2 separate regions of the Rattus norvegicus genome follow, and region 1 is linked to region 2. The links are chromatin contacts, called in public Hi-C maps. All regions are on one chromosome and are shown on one strand. Each heading gives the region's core, a stretch centred on a gene start, on an enhancer-like site or on the middle of the called end of the contact. The rest is flanking DNA. Distances are from core to core; before and after follow the strand shown.

The links. A called contact is a pair of places that touch in the nucleus more often than the background predicts.
Region 1: a contact with region 2 is called in a Hi-C map of prefrontal cortex, with 7 times the contacts expected there. The contact joins two enhancer-like sites. A contact is called at or near these places in 11 of 12 Hi-C or Micro-C datasets (the A7r5 cell line, the Rat2 cell line, Schwann cells and 7 more) and 1 of 1 datasets of contacts at active chromatin or transcription factors (oligodendrocytes).

Annotation. Positions count from the first base shown.
Region 1 is chr2:32,933,966-32,937,444 of GRCr8, forward strand. No RefSeq gene overlaps it. Among named protein-coding and RNA genes, the nearest start is that of Ube2v1-ps20, 46 kb to the right of the region's middle. Within about 2 kb of position 2,041, at least 37 of the 93 cell types and tissues checked have an H3K27ac peak or open chromatin away from gene starts, as enhancers often do. A contact at or near this core is called in hepatocytes and prefrontal cortex, where this site is marked.
Region 2 is chr2:32,480,579-32,484,324 of GRCr8, forward strand. All of the region lies in intron 2 of Mrps27 (mitochondrial ribosomal protein S27), which reads left to right. Among named protein-coding and RNA genes, the nearest start is that of Mrps27, 8.2 kb to the left of the region's middle. Within about 2 kb of position 1,778, at least 88 of the 93 cell types and tissues checked have an H3K27ac peak or open chromatin away from gene starts, as enhancers often do. A contact at or near this core is called in hepatocytes and prefrontal cortex, where this site is marked.

The sequences.
Region 1 (3,479 bases), core at 791-3,290, 450 kb after region 2:
GTCCAGACTTCCCCAGGAACTGCCACCCTAGATTCCTGTCAGCAAGCACCTCTTGACCACAGCAACAGTGTTGGGTGTGGTGTCTGCCCATTTTTGTCCCTGTTCTTCCTTTGGACAGGAACATTTCTGGTTACATATGTTTTTTAGTGCTGACTATGAATCACGTAATACTGAGTGTCTTAGGGTTCCATTGCTGTGAAGAGACACCGTGACTAAGGCAACTCTTCTAAAGGATAACATTAAGTTGAGGCTGACTTACAGTTTCAGAGGTTCCATCCACTATCGAGGTGGGAAGAATGACAGCGTCTGGTCAGGCATGGTGCTAGAGAAGCCAAGACTTCAACATCTTGATCTAAAGGCAGCCAGGAGGAGGGTCTCCTCCACACTGGGCAGAGCTTGATCACTAGGAGACCTCAACGCCTATATGGTGACACATTCCTTCCAACAAGGTCACACTTATCCTGGCAAGGCCACACACCTCCTAATAGTGTCACTTTCCTCTGGCTAAGCATTCAAACCACCACGCTGAGGTTGCAATGATCAGGGTTGGACCATTGATGGCCTTGTCTGATGGATGTTATATTGGAGGACATTCCTGGAATAAGAAACAGCAGGACTCTGAGATAAGAAGACACATGACGGGGGCTGGGGATTTAGCTCAGTGGTAGAGCGTTTACCTAGGAAGCGCAAGGCCCTGGGTTCGGTCCCCAGCTCTGAAAAAAAGAACCAAAAAAAAAAAAAAAAAAGACACATGACATTAGAGGAATGGTGAGGAGGCTCGTGTGCTTAAGAGTGGGCATTGGAGAGGAATACCAAAGAGTCCCAAGCTACAGCAAGAAAGCCTGGTGCTGTGGTAAGTGTGAGGGCTAAAGTTGAGTTTTAAATTTAAATTACCATGCTTAAGAGATCTATGAAACAACAATGTGTCTAACCTATAAGGCTCACTTGTCCAAGGACAGACAGACCCGTGAGTCCCACTTGCCCAAAGACAGAGAACTCCCTAGATTCTGGGGCCGTTGTTCACGTAAGATACCAGCCACACGTGTTCACTTCTGTAAACAAGGTTGGTTGCCCTCGCTGCACTGGATGTGCTGGGTCGAATGTAGGTGGGCGGAACATAGGCAGGAAGTACATCAGGGTGTATGCTTGCCCCCGATTGGACGAAGGTGGGAAGTGTGCAGCCTTGTGGGGTTGCCTTCGTAAGCACCAGATTAATGTAACCATTCCCTGGGTATCCCCGATGCTTACCCGGTCTGTGTTTGTTGTTCTGGACAATATACAAGGAAGCTTGCTTCAGATTTTGATAAAAAGTTGTGGTAGAGGTTTTAGTATTGCCCTATGGGGTTAGCAGTAATAAGTTCAGATAGAGAGGCCTTGAAGTCTTAAGAATGTGTGCCTGAGAATGTCAACTTAGTGCCCACTGTAGGGCTGAGACCTTAGCAAGGTCCCAAATGACTGGAACCCAGAATGGATGGCCATAAATGCTCAGTCCTCAGTTAAGACATCTCGGGCTTCTTTGCAGTTGGAGAGTAACTTCATTTTGGAAATCACTACACTAAGGCAGAGGAAAATGATCAAAGAGAGAAGTTCAAAAGTCAAAGAGCATCTGAGGCATTTCAAGAACAGACTGAGAAACGGCTCCTACCTCTGACCCTCCAGGAACCAATGAGCCGCTTCTGCCCAAAGACAGATGGCTGTGGTTGCCCACTGGAGCCAAAGAAGGGTGCTACGCTCCTGACCACGACCATTCCTTTCAAACTTGTTAGTCTGTGCTTGATTGACACGGTGAGAGCCACCATTACTGACAGGTGTCACAGATGTTAAATAAATACAAGTTAATTGACTCTCCTAGAAGTTTGCTAAGGCAGAACGGAGCAAACAGTGGGGAGGTCAGACGCTGAAGACCTGTGTCTTGTCGAGATATTCATGTCAGTGTTGCTTTCCGCAATGCCAGATCTCTCTGTAAGAACTTACAGCCATGGTTTATCTTACTCAGAGGGTGGGTATGAACACAAGCCACAGCCAGCATGAATTTGTTGCTGCTGCAGTTTGGAGATAAGGTTCGCCTCTTAACCATCTCCGGGGACCGGTAGGCGTGACTGAGCATCACGCACGATGTGGAAGATTCCAAGCCGTGCGGGTGTCTGGGTAAACTCCCTCAGTGTCACATACCCATAGAAGGTGGCAAAAGAATAAAGCAAATGGATTCTTCTGTCCTCCCAGACAGCCTTGCCAACAGCACTGAGAAGCCATGTTCCTGATATTGCTTGTTTAATGTCTAACAATACCCTGGTAGTGGATGCAATTACTTGGGCACACAGAGTTTTCCACACAGAAAGAGCTTATTTGGGTGGGAATGGAGAGAAATTGAAGGATCCCAGATGCAAGCCAGCATCAGTACCACTGTGACTACATGATTCTCTGTTTAAAATGTTTGCGGGATTTTTTTTTTTTTTACAGTCTTTCCTTCCAATGCAGACCGATTACAGTAACAGGCTTCTTGGCTGCTAGGAGAGGAAAGGGAGGCAGAGCAGAGCGGAGCTGGTGGTGCTGAGGGATGAGCAGGAGGCTGCTGCCCTACAGCGGGAACTGTGGAAACGACAGCCAGAGAAGACAATTCACCAGCTGCCAGCCAGTGAGGAAACAGCAAATATTTACCGTCTGCAAGTCCTGTTTCCAACTGGCTCTCATTAACCATGTAACAGATAGTAAGTGTCGGAAGCCTTCTACTCTTCCAGCTGCACTGGGCAAGATAAAGTTTACCGGGGAGATGGGTTTTTTTTTAAGGGTAAATATTTCACTTTGGCCGGTTGGCCACACTTCCTGGGTCGTTTGCTTTTGTGGGATTGGTAAGGTCACTCGTCAGAAGTCAAATCTGCAAACAGCTCCTGATGGTTTTGCTTACGTTGTTTGTTTACTCTCCTAGGGATGGGAGCCTGGGCAATGCTAGACCATGCCCACAGCGTCAAAAAATACATTTTTGTCATAGGAAATTTGTATGCCAAGTCCCAAGGAGTAACGGTTGCTTTGGGGTGTGACAGTGCCAGTCAGGGACAATTTTTATTCTTTCAGAATTTCCTCCATCCCTTTCTTCTTATTAAGCTAGGCATTATTTTTTTTTAGGCACAATCCTTCTACACAACCCTATCAATAGTTATTACTAAACAAATAGAGGTATTTGTTTAAGCACACATTTGGTTCTTAGTTTTATTATTATTTGTGTATGTGTATGTCTCCTTGTCTCTATTTCTGCCTATCTCTGTCTGTCTCTGTCTCTGCCTCCCTCTCTCTCTCTCTCTCTCTCTCTCTCTCTCTCTCTCTCTCTCTCTCTCTCTCTCTCGTGTCCATGTGCACGTGGTGCTTGCTCTCAGAGACCAAAAGAGTGAATCAGATGCCCTGGATACTCCAGTTACCCATGGTTGTGCACTGTCCGAAATGAGTCCTGGGAACCAAACTCTAGCCTTTGCAAGAACAGTACA
Region 2 (3,746 bases), core at 528-3,027:
ATGCGGACACAGCTGGTGACTCTCCGCCTCCCCTACACACATCAGCTCCATGTCCTGGTCACATGAGTTCTCAGCTGCAACACTGGCGGGTGTTCTCGACTGGCAGGGAGACCTTTAACTTAACGATGGTGTCCTGCTGCATCTCAAGTCTTCCCGTAGGTTTTCTTTCCGTCCATGCCTGAGTCAGTCTACACCTAAAGGTTGCAGAGTGGCGATTCTCCACCTCCTACTTGCCCTGCCTATTTACTAGTTGGCACCAGTGTGTTCCCCTTAGGCCGCAGACCTCGCTTCCTTTCCTGTTTCCTTCTCATGTATCTGTGGTCATACTTTGTGTTGACGGTTGTTGATTGCTGGGATTTTCCCCACTGGTTCATTGCTGTCATTATTTGGAGTCTAGTGTCCCATGCTGCCTGGCCAATATATTTTCCCAGTTTATTTTCCATGTCCTCTTTCTCACCACTTGCTTCCTTCTTGCTTAACAGTGTGTTCTAGGCTTAGTACCTTCCCTTCCCTAGCCTGGACTCAGCCCTTCCTTGGGAATGCTCGTGAGTTGTATTAGAAACAGGAGCTAGGCATTAGATGTCATTGATTCTTACCCAATAGCTCAAATTCCCATTCATCTGCACGGGGTTTTCCCTGGCTTTGCTGTGGTCTCCTTTCTATGGTTAGAGCTCGGTTCCCAACAGAGGCAGGGCTTTGTGGGGAGTCATAGCATTGCATGTTATACAATATCTTCTATCTAGAAAGTAGCAGCTCTCTGGTCATCGTGAAAGTTAAAAATAATCTATGCATACGTTAAGATGTCCTCTGAATTCAGTTATTCTTCTCTTAGAAGCCATGCACTCGGATAATTCTAATGTGGCTTCAAATAGCTATATAGCAAAGATCGTTCTCATGTGCCATATGTGAATAAATCCACAGTGCTATGGAACTATAAATAAAGGAGTGATGCATTCTGGGAAAGCTTATGGTTAAACATTTCCCTAGGTATGGAGGAAAGATGAGGAAATGGGGCCAGCCACTGTTGGTGTCTTGTGTTAGGTGCAGTTAGATCATTTAGACATATGGGCACAAACCTAAAGGGCTTTGTCCTGGTCACATGAATAAGTTTGCCAAAAAGTACGATGATAATCTGTTACACATAAATATCACAGGGAGCCAATTGTCTCTTCCGTGTTGAGACCAGTGCTTGAGTAAATTACCAGTCATTGCTGCCCCTCTGCCTCCAGTCAGAACTGTTTTCCTACTCTGTAGCTTGTCTTGTGCCTTCCCGCAGTAGCATGATGTGGATTCTGCACCCAAGGCTGGCAACTGGGTTTGTGTCCGGATGTCACCACTGTCCATGTCTATAGTTATGTTAGGGATGATTGATGTCTGCCTAGTTCCTAAACATTCATCCTAGAAATATGTGGAATGGATGAGTCCCTGGGTCCCTCTGTATGTCTCTCTGTATATTTGATGTGAAGTAAAGTTTGGAATTCAGACTGCCTGGAAGAAAACGGAGCCTTCGGAGGCTGTACGTTTTTCCCATTGTGTAACTGCTACCTCCTCTGGTTCATAGATGCACATTTTTCTGCATAGCATGACTGCTTGAGTTTGCTAGGGTTGAGCTCTGATTCTGAGCAGGGCTCCAGGTGCTCCTTTCCTGCATTTCCGCAGGTCAGGCAGTAGATGGCAGTGTGGTCCTTGCGAGAAACGCCCTTCCGTCTGTGCTGAGGCGCGGGAGAGCGTGCGCTCATGTGGAGCGCGGTGATTGGATATCGCTCTGGGAGTGCTGTGAGGTGCTCGGGTCGGGTTCGCTGATTGGAGGAGGGAGGAGGGCCGATATGAGGCATTTGCTCCTGTGGCCCTCATTGGCGCCGCTGCGGGTGTGGCGTTCTTGGCTCCGCCCGCCGTCCCCGGAGAGGGCTGTTTCAGGGGTGCCTAGGATCCTTGAGCATTAAAATGCTGCCTCTATTTTCTTGAAAGCTACTTGTTGCATTGTCTTGTGCATTCAGAAAGGCAGATCCTATGCAGTGAATTATCACAAAGTGAGCACACCTGCATAGGAGGCTGGAGCATCCTTCCCGCTCTGGAGACTGGGTTGTCTTTCCTGGCTTTCTTCAGAGACACCCGAAATTCTGATTTGCAACACCAGAGGCTGCTTTCTAAAAGCAGTTTAGCACTTTACACGAGAAAGTGTAAAACAGGAAAGTAGACAATGCTGTAAAGAATCCCCAGCATCCGCCATCTGCTTTCGGCTGTTATCAGCTTATGTCTGCTCCCCTTCCTAATCCTTTGGACTGTTTTGAAGCAGATCCTGCGCGCGCGCGCGCGCGCGCGCGCGTGTGTGTGTGTGTGTGTGTGTGTTATAATTAAAAAAGATAAGACTTTTTTTTTTTTTGGTTCTTTTTTTTCGGAGCTGGGGACCGAACCCAGGGCCTTGCGCTTCCTCTGTAAGCGCTCTACCACTGAGCTAAATCCCCAGCCCAAGATAAGACATTTTTAAAGCCATTGTTGTATATAAAGGTATATGAAATAATCAGCTTCTGTTACTGTTTTTTGTTTGTTTGTTTGTTTGTTTTTGTTTTTTTGGGAGGGACCAGGTCTCACCTTGTAAGCCTTGGTAGTCAGGAGGACCTTGAACTCAGAGATCCACCTACCTCTGCCTCCCCCGGATTGAGTGTGTGCACCACCACACCTGACCGATTTCTGGTATTCTTATAAACATACTTTTAATGCTCTAATTGAACAAGGAACCAACTGAATCACACAGATACAGTTGTGCTTTCTCTTGACTCTTTAATAAAAAAAAAATTGTAGAAACATGGGAGTAAACCAGATTCAACAGTATTAGTTCGAGTTCATCTATATGCTGTACCCCTCTATCAGATTGCTGCCACCCAGTCATTTTATATGTATTTTGATATGTACCTTCAAAGTCGATTTTTAAAGAAAACTATAATGGCATCCTTAAACACTGCATGTTCCCATTTCATCATGTGTTAAACATGCGTTCTTCACTCACAGAGGACTTACGTGTCACATCCCGCATGACACACTCACATGTCCCGCTTGCGAAAACTCACTTTCGTAGAGCATCTCACACTCTTGATTTGCAGATTGCATCGTTCTGCTGGTGATGAATGTGTCTAGTTTCCCATCTGTCCTAGCTGTAAAAAATAATATGATCGGGTTCGGGGCTTATTTTATTTGTTGTTATTGTTTTTTCCATGGTTGGTGGTCTAGTTGGACTTATTTTTGGTCATTTTGTTTGTGGTTAGTCTTATCCCTTGTTATTAATGTTGTTTTTGCTTTTATTTTTGTTGTCATGGGTTGGAAGAATCAAGATTGTTAGGAGGTCCTCACAGCCTGACTCTAGGGTCCACACGGCCCAGAGCCTCATAGTTTTTCCTACAGATCTAGGAGGGCTCAGCCCACCATTTGTGTCACGGGCCGACTGTTGTCCTTTTCCGTGGTTACTGCAGCTTTAGCCCTTGACCAAAGAGCCAGGTAGTGGTTTCTGGGTACTTGGTTTTGGCTGCTTGTTACTTAGTGGCTTAAGAGAGATGATACGTTACAACATGGAGCTGAGTGGAGGAAAAGGCTGCAGGAACAAACCCAAGGTCAAGTTTCAGAAAACACCAGCTGCAGTTGAGTATGGGTGGAGAGCTCAAGGCCTGGATCCCCCCCACGTCCTCCCCCAATGCCCACACCCCCTCCATCCCTGCCTCAGCCTCCTGCCTGAGGAAATGTATAGTGCAGTC